2 separate regions of the Zea mays genome follow, and region 2 is linked to region 1. A link is a contact called in public Hi-C data. All regions are on one chromosome and are shown on one strand. Each heading gives the region's core, a stretch centred on a gene start, on an enhancer-like site or on the middle of the called end of the contact. The rest is flanking DNA. Distances are from core to core; before and after follow the strand shown.

What was found. Hi-C and Micro-C count contacts between places; a contact is called where the count stands out from the background.
Region 2: a Hi-C map of leaf shows a contact between it and region 1, with 1.7 times the contacts expected there. The contact joins the promoter of LOC100284043 here to the promoter of LOC100281587 in region 1. A contact is called at or near these places in 2 of 25 Hi-C or Micro-C datasets (both in leaf).

Annotation. Positions count from the first base shown.
Region 1 is chr3:233,198,042-233,204,703 of Zm-B73-REFERENCE-NAM-5.0, reverse strand. LOC100281587 (DNA replication licensing factor mcm4) reads left to right here and starts at 2,370. Exons shown (of 18, transcript NM_001368325.1): 1 at 2,370-2,523; 2 at 2,642-3,352; 3 at 3,448-3,576; 4 at 4,122-4,203; 5 at 4,298-4,430; 6 at 4,531-4,602; 7 at 4,712-4,834; 8 at 4,962-5,075; 9 at 5,160-5,372; 10 at 5,470-5,568; 11 at 5,657-5,817; 12 at 5,903-5,999; 13 at 6,137-6,298; 14 at 6,381-6,461; 1 more. The coding sequence starts at 2,490.
Region 2 is chr3:233,358,060-233,364,721 of Zm-B73-REFERENCE-NAM-5.0, reverse strand. LOC100284043 reads right to left here and starts at 2,842. Exons shown (of 11, transcript NM_001370570.1): 1 at 2,597-2,842; 2 at 2,346-2,411; 3 at 2,191-2,229; 4 at 2,004-2,070; 5 at 1,672-1,745; 6 at 454-592; 7 at 278-370. The coding sequence starts at 2,374.

The DNA.
Region 1 (6,662 bases), core at 1,121-3,620:
AAACCCGTTGACCCATCGGTTTCTTTGTCAAATGTCGGCGGTAAACCATACCGAATAGTGGTAAACCACGATTTGTTACTGAGAAATCATGTTGAGTTGTTTTTTAGTAAGTTGTCAAGATTTGTTTTTTGGGTTTAGTGATACAGATTTTTTATGCGATGACATCTTGTTAATATATAGTTATATATTAGTATTGCTAATTTGCTATTGTGTAGTTATATATGTTTGTATTGTTAATATTTAGTTATATATGTAGCTAGTGATATTATTTGCTACTAATGTGTTGCATACTTGCATTTTTTGCCACATTTGTAGGACACATGTCAAATTTAGTCTAGCAGTGCGAAGAGAAGGTTGACGCAGGTTTTAAGTGCAAGTGTTGTAGAGAAACAAAGAGCTGAGGGATGATATCCGATTGAAGGAGCATCTCATGCAGAGAGGAAGAATGCAAATATGTTTCGATGTCTTATTGTTTATGTTAATGTCATTTATTACAAGTAATATGTTTTTATTTTACTCTCGTTACATGATATTATGTATTGTTTGATACATGTTGGACTTAGTCTGGAAGCATGGAGAGAAGGTTGGCACATATTTCAAGTGTAAGTATTTTAGAGAAACAAAAAGTGCAATAGGTGGTACCCGATTGAAGGAGCATCTCGCACATAGACAGAATCAACGCATATTAGGATCCTTCTCATATGACTGAGTAGTATGACTTGAGCTTAATACGTGAGTATTGTGAAATATGTCGACCTATGTGTCATGGAAGAACTCTAAAAGAACCTGTATTTGAGTATTATGAAGTCCGACGATTGTTTGTTTCATGATAATTGAAGTTTGTGGCTGCATATATATCTTGTATGTCATTTTGGTGAACATAAGTTGTATGGATCGACTAGTATTTACTATGCAACGTGGATTGAACAAACTACAAGTGAATCCTGTCACAATTTTCATTTTTATGCAAAAAAGCGCTTCAAATGGGTGGTTTATCAACGGTTTTGAGCGGTTTACCACCGATTTTTCAGCAAAAAATCGTTTTGATTTTGTTTAAATTTGGTTTGGCCAAACCAGTCGATTTTACCGGCGTTACCTATGTGTAGTTTTTTTTTTGACCCAAAACGGTTTGGTAATCCTTGATTGAGACTAATACAATCAAAGATCGAAGCACTCTTAGAAGTCGAGAGAGGGTGCACCGGCATACGAGAGAGCATTTTAAAGACAAACCCGGTCGGGAAACCAAATTCGTCATGCTCTGACCATGATCCTAAACCCTAATTGCTATGTAGAAGATTTTGACCTTGGCGCGCATTTGGTTTGCTTACTAAAATTGGGCATGACATTTATTTCTCATGTATTATTTCATGATTTTTGTTGTCCCTTTAACAAAAGTTATCTTCTAGTTTATTTTAGTTGGCCTTGTGTTGTACTATCCTTGACTTGTGGCAAAACTTTAGGTGGTGCTTAGAAGCAAAGTATTTTAAAAAAACATGGCTTTGGAACACTGTGGTTTAAGATGTCACGATACAACCATAATATTTTTACATCACTCAAAACAATACTTGTGTGGAGACAAAGTATGTTAAATCATGGTATTTAATATACATGTGTAAGAAGCTAGGCATAGACAAAGAATTTAGGTAGGAGTGGAATTTCAAACACTTCAAAAATACCATAGTAACTATAAAATATGGTATTTAAAACCGAGTTGTTTACCTGATAGCCAAACACTTTTTTAACAAAAAATACTATGACATTCTCCAATACTATGGTTTTATCTCAAAACTCGAAAAATACTTTGGTTCCAAACACCCCTAAGCGAGATAAATAGAAAAAGCTTAATGAATCTCAACATACTGGTAGTTCGGTAGCTAAGTGTCTTCAAGTGAAAAAGAAAATGATTAGTTGAGGACGAGAACTTTAATTTGCATTTTTGCAAGGAAAAAAAGTTGCTAGCATATTTTCATTAAAAAATTGAGAGGACTTCCTACCCGTTTAAGTCTCGGAGAGGACAAGTATTTTTAAAATAAGATGAGGAACTGCATTTTTTTCTTTCTAAAAAGCAATCTATATTTTGACTTTAAATCTTAATTGGCATACAAAGCGTTTAAATGATCAATCTAAGACAACTTTACACGTATATACGTACTTACATACACATACAGATACCTAACAAGGATTAGGTCCAGCCCAATTTAGAGAATATGGCCCATCTTACAAAAACATAAAAGGCAGAGTAGACTCAAACTGGACGCAACGCGGCCCATCGAGGGCCTCCTGAGTCACTTGGCGGGAAATGTGACGCTTTTGCCGCCATTCATCTCTTCTCTTCCCGCCACCGCCGCCGCCGCCTCCATCTCCCGCCATTTTACTCTCCCCTTCCCCATCCCCATCCCCATCCCCATCCCACCCTTCCCATATCCCACCACCACCTCCTCTCTCACTACCTATCTGCCATCCCGAGTGATTGTCTGTGCGACCAAGACATGGCTTCTGACGGCGGCGGCAGCTCCCCTCCTCGTAAGATCTAACCGCTCCCTCTTCCGTGGATCGCATTCAATTTGGTCCCCTTGCAGATTTCTTGCTAAGATTTGGATCCCCGTGCGGCGGAAATTTCGTTTTTGCTGTTGTTTTTCAGCCGCATCGTCGCCCTATGGTCGGCCGTCAAGCCCACTCGCGGTTACTAACTCCTCCCCATCTCAGCCCACACGCCGCTCCGGCGGTCGCCGTCGCCGTGGTTCCGCTAGTCCTTATGCTTCGTCCCCTTCTCTCGGGGGGTTCGAGACGCCGCCGCACCCTGGCCGCCGCACGCCGTCCGGAGCTGGGGCTGGCGCCCCTCGGCAGCCGCGTCAGAACTCGACTGGCCGGTTCCCGCCGACGCCCTCCACTCCAATGTCCACCGATGACGTCCCTCCATCCTCCGAAGCTGGGGACGACGAGACCGACGGCGGCGGCGGCGTCGACGCCACCCCGGTCTTCGTCTGGGGCACCAACATAAGCGTGCAGGACGTCAACGCCGCCATTCTCCGGTTCTTGCGCCACTTCCGGGACCCGCGCGACGCTGGCCGCGTCGACCCGGTCATGGACGAGGGCAAGTACATGCGCGCCATCCACCGCATCCTCGAGCTCGAGGGCGGGGAGTCGCTCGACGTCGATGCGCACGACGTGTTTGACCACGACCCAGACCTCTACAGCAAGATGGTTCGCTATCCGCTCGAGGTGCTCGCCATCTTCGACATCGTGCTCATGGACCTCGTCGCGCGCATCGAGCCGCTCTTCGAGAAGCACATCCAGACCAGGATCTACAACCTCAAGTCGTCCATTTGCTTGAGGAATCTCAACCCATCTGGTAATAGATTATTTCTTTTGGACAAGGTGACAATGCTCGAACCAAGTTAGACTGTACATTGTGTGATCTGATTTGTGATTTCGTGTTCGTTGCAGATATTGAGAAGATGGTATCCATCAAGGGTATGATAATTAGATGCAGCTCGGTCATACCGGAGCTCAAGGAGGCTGTGTTCCGCTGCCTGGTTTGTGGTTTCTACTCAGAGCCCGTCATGGTTGATAGAGGTATGGTGCTAATAGACATCTTGATCATGCAACTCTGACCCGTGATCTCATTTCAATGAATTCCGAAATATACGCCACGTCAAAATAAGAGCGCCAGTTTGGAAATTCAACCCCCCTGAGAAAATTAGGGGGATTTGAGTTTCCAAAGTAGTCCTTGGGTCTTTTTGGTTATAAGGGTTTCCCTTGAATCCCCTTCTAACCAAACAAGCCTTAATGTTTGGTTGGTCCCCACACAGCTTTTCCCAGTGCAAGGTGCTCTTCGAGGCTTCCGATTTTGGGTAAATGGGGGCTCAGATTGTTGTGCAGTGTCTGAGCTGCTTGGGAGGCCATGAGCCAAGCCTCTAATGCCCTTCAAAGAATAATCACACATCTTTGGCCTTGTTTTTTTTTATCTTGAAGGACTAGCTGCTTCGAAATGCATACAATCCATATTCAACACCGTAGCTGATAGAAAGATATGCATGCCATAGTGGACCATTTAAGTTTGTCTGTTTGTATTGTTTTTATCAATGTAAAACTAATATAATGTGCATTGCCTTTCTCAGGAAGAGTAACTGAACCACACATTTGTCAGAAAGAACAATGTAAAGCCACAAATTCTATGACCCTAGTGCACAACAGATGCAGGTAGCTACACCTACTTGTTGTCATTTTTGTCTTTGCTAGTACTCTTAACAGAATAAAAATCACGTTGAATTTAACATTGTTTTTACATGACCAGATTTTCAGACAAGCAGATCATAAAGTTGCAGGAAACACCAGACGAGATACCAGAAGGTGGCACTCCACATACAGTTAGTGTCTTGATGCATGATAAGCTTGTTGATGCTGGAAAGCCTGGAGATAGGGTTGAGGTTAGGATTGAAACTTTCTTAGTGATCAATACTTTAAATCTTGACATATGGTTCTTGTTTAAGAAAATTGTCAAATTTACTTATTTTGCTTCTATTATAGATAACTGGAATATACAGAGCTATGAGTATTCGAATTGGACCAACTCAAAGGACAGTGAAGTCTATATTCAAGGTTAAAAATACAGAGTTTTATTGCATTCTCATATTTGAATTTCGTCTTAGCACAGCAGGATTAAATCTTGCACTATAGTGTTATCTAATGGTATTCCTTCTTCATTCAGACATATATTGATTGCCTTCACATAAAGAAGACAGACAAGTCTAGGCTTCATGTGGAGGACACCATGGATATTGATAATTCTAACGCTAGCAAATCTACTGAAGAGGATTTTCTTAGTGATAAGGTATTTTTCAGCACCCATACTTTTATTTAATGGTGTGTGCTGGATAGTTGGTACTTTTTGGTAGCCAAATCTTTCTTCTATGTTTTCTGCTGCATTCTTGGTAACTCTCTTCTTTTTGATGCTGCAGGTTGAGAAACTAAAAGAGCTTTCGAAGTTGCCTGATATCTATGAAAGATTGACTAGATCATTAGCTCCAAACATATGGGAGTTGGATGATGTCAAAAGAGGTCTCCTTTGCCAGGTATCTTCTTTGGCATATTAAGATGTTCTTTTAAAAAGTGTGCCATTGCTAAGCATAGCATACTGTAAACTGTTCTATGTCCAGCTTTTCGGCGGCAATCCCTTGAAGCTTCCTTCTGGAGCTAGTTTCCGGGGTGACATCAATATTTTACTTGTGGGGGACCCTGGAACAAGTAAATCCCAGCTTCTCCAGTACATGCATAAACTGTCTCCTCGTGGTATCTATACGAGTGGTAGAGGAAGTTCTGCTGTTGGTCTTACTGCTTATGTTACCAAAGACCCTGAGACTGGCGAAACTGTATGTGTGCCCTTAAGTCGACAATTTGGCTTTGTTTTCTTTTCCATCTTATTGAATCGCTCCCATGATCTCAACCATGACCTTGTTTACCTTTCAGGTTCTAGAAAGTGGAGCACTTGTTTTGAGTGACAAAGGTGTTTGTTGCATAGATGAGTTTGATAAGATGTCTGATAATGCCCGAAGCATGTTACACGAGGTCTGGTTTGCTGAAAATTTTATGCATTATTTGCACGCCAAAAATATGGTTTTCCATGTAAGCTAAAGTCCTGTTGCAATTAATTTAGGTGATGGAACAGCAGACAGTATCCATTGCGAAGGCTGGAATAATTGCATCTTTAAACGCTAGGACATCTGTCCTGGCATGTGCCAATCCTACTGAATCACGTTACAATCCAAGGCTCTCTGTAATTGACAACATCCACTTAGCGCCAACGCTACTTTCAAGGTAATAACTAACCGGATGACTGCATGTTTCAAATTGAATGGAGTGACATGGAAATGCTAACTCTTGCCACAATTTAACATTGCAGATTCGACCTGATTTATCTTATCTTGGACAAGGCGGATGAGCAAACTGATAGGCGCCTGGCAAAGCATATTGTTTCGTTGCATTTTGAGAATCCAAATGTAAGACACCTGACTGAAACTTTATACTTCGATACCTCAATTTCTTCACTTCGTTTATGCAATAGATAATGACTGACAATTTAACAAGTGCAACACTTACCTTAGCTAAATTGTTAAGCACTCATCCTGTTGTGCAGTTAGAGGAGCTCGAGGTCTTGGACTTGCAGACACTAGTTTCCTACATAAGCTATGCAAGGAAGTATATTCAGCCACAGTTATCTGATGAAGCTGCAGAAGAGTTAACTCGTGGCTATGTCGAGATGAGAAAAAGAGGGAATAGCCCTGGGAGCAGAAAGAAGGTACAGTAACATCTTTGTTTCACCATGCTCTAGTCTCTTTGAATAGCGAGAAGCCCCTAAAACGTTGCTGCTTGGTGGACAGGTCATAACAGCAACCGCTAGACAAATAGAGAGTTTGATCCGTCTCAGCGAAGCATTAGCCCGAATGCGGTTCTCTGAAGTGGTAACTAACCATTATTTCTGAAGACCAGTTCCTGGTTACTACTTAGTTTCATGACCATTTGTGGCCCTTGTGACTGATAATCTGGCTCCTGCTGCCTGAAGGTCGAGGTGCGGGATGTTGTGGAGGCATTCAGGCTTCTTGAAGTCGCCATGCAGCAGTCTGCGACGGATCATGCAACTGGTCAGATTAACTTGGCTTGGC
Region 2 (6,662 bases), core at 1,593-4,092, 160 kb before region 1:
TTTTTTCCTCTCTATAATTAATGAATCACAGCTCTCCTGCTCTTTCCCAAAAAAAATAACAGTTCTGTACATTGTACACAGACTGAAACCGAGCTTAACAACTTCAATCCATGACTCCGTGTAAGAACAAATTGCAATATGCCTGTACAATTCAGTTATGACGGCCAGCAAATCTAACTCCAGTAGCAGCATCACCAGACTAGTATTTTTGACGAATGGCATATTAACATCACCGTTGGATAATTATTTAAAAATTGTACCAAGAACTTTATAGTACCTTCCCAATAGCTACACAAGCAATACAGGCGAGCCCACAGTAACTGAAAAGCAGCCATATCAAGAAGCCCCACTTTTGTCCTTCCTCTGGCAACTAAAAAGAATAAAATGCATTTAGTAGAATTTACTGTATAAAATAACACAAGTAGTACCTATATCAAGAATAAGAGAACTCACGCAGCCTCTTGCAGTGCTAAACCACAATGTTCCAATCACAGTCCAAACCCAGAGAAAGGGGTAGAGAAGTAGCACAAGAACTGAGAGGACAATTATTCTTCCACAAAAACGAGCATATCTCTGTTGCCATCCGAGATCTCTATATTTTTTTTTCAAAAAAGAAGATACATAATAGAATAAACTGACAGCCATACTTTTGCAAAGTTCAGTTAGTCATTGGTAGTGGAGCAAACAAACAAGACAAAGCTTAGAAACCTAAAACATCAGTATAAGAACGACAACCATAAGGTAGCAAAAATTATGGTAGGAAAACAGGTGTCAAGAAACTCCCATGCACCAAGATAAATCATAAATGGCACAGCTATCATTATTTTGATCATAAGGATACAGTCAGTCAGTCACATTGAAATTCAAATCTTAGAATCATGCTTTCCATATATATATAAAAAAACTGAGATCTCCTAATTAGACGGTTTCATTAGCTGATTAAAAATGGAGTACTTTGGACAAAGAAAAATCGAGACTACAAACCCAATATTTTTTATTGACTCACCATTTTCTTAAATGAACTCATCAGGTGGTAAATCACACAGCCATAGGTATCCATCTAGCATATGCATCTCGATAATCTTGTTTTCATTAAGAGTTGTCATAGAACTAACAATTTGATTAGTTTAACACAAATAGGACCAGGTTGCAATCAGGTGGCTGCTTGTAATTCATGTTGGTGAGGTCATTTTACTCATTCAGAACGCAACTTGTTTTCTAGAATCTAGACTCAATCAAGGGGAGGGACATCGCCTTGACTTCACCTTAAAGTAGGGGCCCACTGAACTCTAGAAAGCAGGCAGGAACCTCACACGTGCTTGCTTCTTTGGCGGTCACGGAACCATCTGTTCTGTTACAAACCAGAGAGGTGGGCACACGACCCACGCAGCGCCAGGGCTTGACCCAGGTGCGGAGCGCCACACCTGGGTGCTAAACCATCGCGCTGTTAGCATGTCTGCTGACAACTTGCTTTTCTATTTAGCTTTTTTGGTGGCTGATAAAGCAGTGAGAGCATGAATATGATGCTCAATTGCAGCAAGGGTCAGCAAAGACGTGTTTGCATATGTAAATACAAAATGCTAAATTGCAGTGCAATTAGTTTGTATTGCGATACTTTGCTGAATTAGGAAAAAAAAAGCAAGATGGGGGGTGGGGCTTAAAATGACTTACAATCCCATTCCTGCAGCGAGACCATTATCAACAAACATTAGGAGGCGGAAGATGAAGACAGTGGTGTAGTCCACCTGTTGCATGCAGGCAGTTGAAGCAATGAATTACAGTAGATGCGATCCTTAAAGTAGTAGTAAGCACCGAGAGAGAACCAAACCAACCCTAGAAACTTGCTCCCTCCAGTCATCCAAAGATGATGTTTTCACAGGATAACGTGCAAATTTTCACTAATCATCCAGTCTTAATGTCTTCTTTTGATGGAAGGAATGAATTTTTTTCTATGTATCTAGATACAGTACTAAGGAAGAACAGGGGCAAGGAAGAGACCATACCACTATCCAAATGTGGAGCGGGTGGGCACACAGGCGATACCTCTTCCAATTAATGGAAACGATAATTCTAATCATGCATCAGACGATTATTAAGGAATAGCATTTAGCAACAAAATAATATAGGTGCACACATAACAAATTGGATTGGACGAAGTTGGTAAAGGTCTTATCGGGTGAAGTAGGATACACGCTAGTGGCGAGCATGGAGAGGAAGAACCCATCATACCTGCAATGAATCGCAAACCCAGCCTCTCAATCAGTCAAACCTTGACTCACCAAGGAGGGATTTAACGAGGGGACGAGTTAAGGAAGAAGCGGCGAGACGAGAGGGGGCAGACGCACCACTTGAAATCGACGCCACGCATCGGCATGGTCGTCGTTCTCTTGTTAAGGGCCGAGTTGGAAGAACTGGAAATCAAGCGTTAAGCTTTAATTGGCAATCAAAATTGAAGAAATCTAAAGGGAAAATCCACCCGTCAATCCCCACGGCCACAATCGGCAAAACGCACGAGTGCACGAGCCAGATTCGTTTAGGGGGCATTGGTGGGATGGGGCTCCCAGAGGCCAGAGGCTGGCAGCTTCACTGTGCTCACCTGAGTCCAGCCAGCAGACGGAAGCACCGGGGGAAGGGGAGGGGGGTGCGCCGCCGCCGACAGCGCAGGCTCTCCGCAAACGAGGCAAGGGAGATTAAGATCCCGTGGTGATTCTGCTCATCGCCGAGGGATGCACTCCTCGCCGCCGCCGCAGCAGCGTCTCATCGCAACGCCTTCCAAAACAGTCCACGAAAGGGAACGGGACGGAAACGGAGACAGCAAACGCTCCTGCACGGCCGCACCGACTCGGGCACTCCGCCGCCCACTCGCAAGTCGCAAGGCAACTAGAGATGGCAATGGGTACAAACCCGCTGTGTTTTACCGTCCCAAATCCGTACCCGTGAAAAATATTTATACCCATTAAAAAACCCGTACCCATGACGGGTTTGAGATTTTGCCCAAACCCGTACCCATCGAGTTAGCGGGTACCCGTGGGTTACCCACGGGTTTTATCTCCAATATGCTTGTTCTTCCTATAATCAATAAGTATCGTAAGGATTAATGAGATCATGGTCCAAAATTTATGTGATGAACAATGAGTTCATGATTTGGTATAAAAATTATTAGTAGAGAGAATGTAATACAAATAATAAGTTGTATAATTAAGTGACCTTGCACTAAGTTATCCATCCACCACATATATAACACTAGTAAAAACTATAATAGCAAGCAAGCAACACTCTCACCGACTACTTATACATTCACTATTTGATAAAAATTAGCAAGTAAATAAGGAATAACAAGTTTGTTGTTCGTTTATAAAATAAAATGACAATATGCACTAGGTTTGGTCGGGTTTAAAAAACCCACGGGTTCGCGGGTTTGGATACTATAGGAACAAACCCGTACCCATAAACCCGTCGGGTATAGATTTATGCCCGTTAACAAACCCATGAGTATGAAAATTGACCCAAACCCGTACTCTAATGGGGTAAAAACCCATCGGGTTTCGGGTTTCGGGTACCCATTGCCATCTCTAAAGGCAACACAGGCAGGTGAGCGAACCGAGCGGCTTTCTCACCCAAGAATGGGATGGCAACGGCTTTCAAAACCCCTATTCACGTGAGTAATGTTAAACGTCTGTTCGGGAACACGATATTTCTTAATTTCGAGACAATATTATGGTATTTGAGTATATCACAGGATTTTAGACCAAAAGCTGTTTGAGAGCGTATATAATAACTCTGTATTTTAAATCATGATTTTATCAATAACATAGCATTTTTGGAGTAAAAAAAGTTTTGATCTAGACCATTTTTTTGCAACTCTGGGTGAAGCAGCTCTGCTCTAGATTTTAGATTGTTTCTCATAACCGGTGGCGATGACGGGTAAATAACTCTAAATTCCATGACTAGGTTGTTTTTTTGGAGTTTTCGGAACAGCAAAAGAGGTACTCAGAAAAATTGTACTGTAACTCCAAAAACTTCATAGAATTTATAACTCTGGAGTTAATGTGTTTGACATGCTCTGGCGAACTCTTCTTTGGAGTTTTGCTCTGGAGTCATACCAACCATGCCCTTAATAGTTTGCTGCCCAAGAAATGAAAAAATTTGACTCAAGCCTGCATGCATCTCCATGTGCCCTTGTATGTAAATAAATAAATTGTCAAGGGTTTTGTCATCGTGATAGAAATGAATTTGAACTAACAACACAAGGCAGGTGTATAATAGCAAAATATGAATGCGTGTCTTATTTTAGACACGTATGTTTCTTTATGATGATTCAAGGCCAAGCATGACCTGTATTTGAAAACTTGACGAGTTAATTAGGTGTTTCTTACACATTGATCAGGATAAAAGAAATAGAAGAAATGAAAGAAACAAGGTGTCACAATTGATCACATGCTTTTGCTACAACACTCAAACCTGGGAACGGAATATTTTTATTATCAAGGTATCTGTGATATATAAGCATGGGTACCTAACTAGTCTCCCTTTAGTCAACTCCTTCGTAGAAGGGAATTTACTAAAGGGAGGATAATCCTCTCATTAATATTGCTTTGTTCTTGGTTTCTCTCAGAAGTTAAAAGCGAGTAGGATGAGCTCGACCAACAAATCCACAATCTCGAATCTCTTCATCAACAAGTAGAAAAGTGTAAAGAGAAGATGCCTTGGGTTTCTCAACTTCAGAAGCAAATCGATGAAAGCGTCAGAGGAAATGCGTAACATAACGCAGCAAATTGAGCAACCAGAGGAGCAACATTATCAGAAGGACATTCGCCATGAGGACCATAATTATGACGACTTCTTGTATGATGATGTTTCTCCATTGGCTGCAGAGTTATAGGCTATGTCATGGCCACCATTATACAGGTCACCACAATTGTCGATGTATGATGGTCTATTAGACCCAAAGCAATTTTTGATGAGCTACAAAGCTACAATATCATCTTATGGTGGCAATACAATAGTGATGCAAAATCTTTTGGCATGGCAGTTATGAGTGTAGCTCAAACCTAATATTCATCTCTTCTGCCAGGCGCCATCTCATCATGGTAGAACCTTAAGGACATGCTCATCACCAGCTTCTAAGATTTTCAAATAAAGCCCACTACAGCACACAAGCTTTCTTCCAATGCACACAAGAGTAGGACGAATACCTTCAGGCTTATGTCCAAAGGTTTCTTCGACTCTGGGCCCAAGCGCCAATGGTACAAGATGACATTGTCATCGAAGCAATGATAAAGGGGCTTCGTCCAGGACCTGCAACCAAGTACTTTGCTAGGAAAACCCCTCATTCCCTAGAGAACTTACTACAAAAGATGGATGAGTACATCAGGGTGGACAATGATTTTCGCCAAAGAAGGGAAGAAGCGCAGAGAGACATAGAGACGGCCAGGGACTTTGGGGGAAGGTTTCATTCAATACACATCCTAAGCATACACAACTCAGGCCAGAACGAAGAAAAGACTGGTCAGCCTCAAGGCCAATCAAAGTAACCCCAGGAATTAGGCACACAACAACAATCTTCATAGAGCTATTTTCGTCTACCAGCTTTAAGAGGAGGAAGAGGTGGCCGAAGTTTTGGGGGCAGATTCAATATATAACCAAGAAAGTTGTATTGCGTTTTCTGTAGAGAATAAAGGTCACACTACGAAGACCTGTCAAATCACAATACAAAAGCAAAAAAAGAGCTCGTTGTTGCTGCCCAAACAACCCAGTCAAAAGAAGTGTTTAGTACATCTTCGTATTACTCACCCTACATCCCTTAGCATGTTCAACATGAACATTCTCAGATTTAATACAAGAACTTGAATCATCGCAAACTTTTAGCTAATTAGTCAAAATTTTATTCTTCTCAGTTTCATGAGTTATGGCCTTCTCTAGCTTAGTGCATTTCACATTTTCATCAAAGAGTAGATCCTCCTGCTTTTCCAATAGTTCATCCTTCTCATTGATGGTTTTGATCAATTCATTCACTTTAGATATTTGATCTTTACTAAGGCCCTTGAAAAATTTAGACAAATCCTCCTCATCACTAGATTCATTGTTTGATTCACTATTGGAGCATGTGTATTTAGGAGAGGATCTTGGACATGCCTTCTTTTTGCTCACCTTTGTCATTAGGCATGTGTGGTCAGCCTTAGGGAAGAGGGTACTTTTGTTGAAGGCGAGAGTGGCGACTTCTTCATCATCGAAGTTGGAGGAGCTTTCGCTCGAGTCCCACTCCTTGCCAACATGAGTGTCACCTCTCTTGTAAAAGAATTTCTTCTTCCCAACCTTATTATTTCTTTTCTTGACTTCTTCCCTGTCATTAGCACTGGCATATGGATATTGTGCTATATAATGACTGGGCTTACCACATTTGTAGCATGTCCTCTTTCCTTGAGGATTGTAGTCCTCCTTCCAGGTCTTCAAGATTTGCCGAAAGCTTTTGATGATGAGGGTCAATCTCCTCAACATCAAGCTTGGAGGGATCAATTGGAAGCTCCTTTCTTGAGGCTCCCTCCTCCTTTCCACTTGTTGCCTTGAAGGCGGCGACTTGTGGCTCGGTGTTGGAGATGTTTCCTTGAGCCAAGTCTTCAATGTGCTTAAAATCCTTAACCATCATCTCATGGCTAATGGAC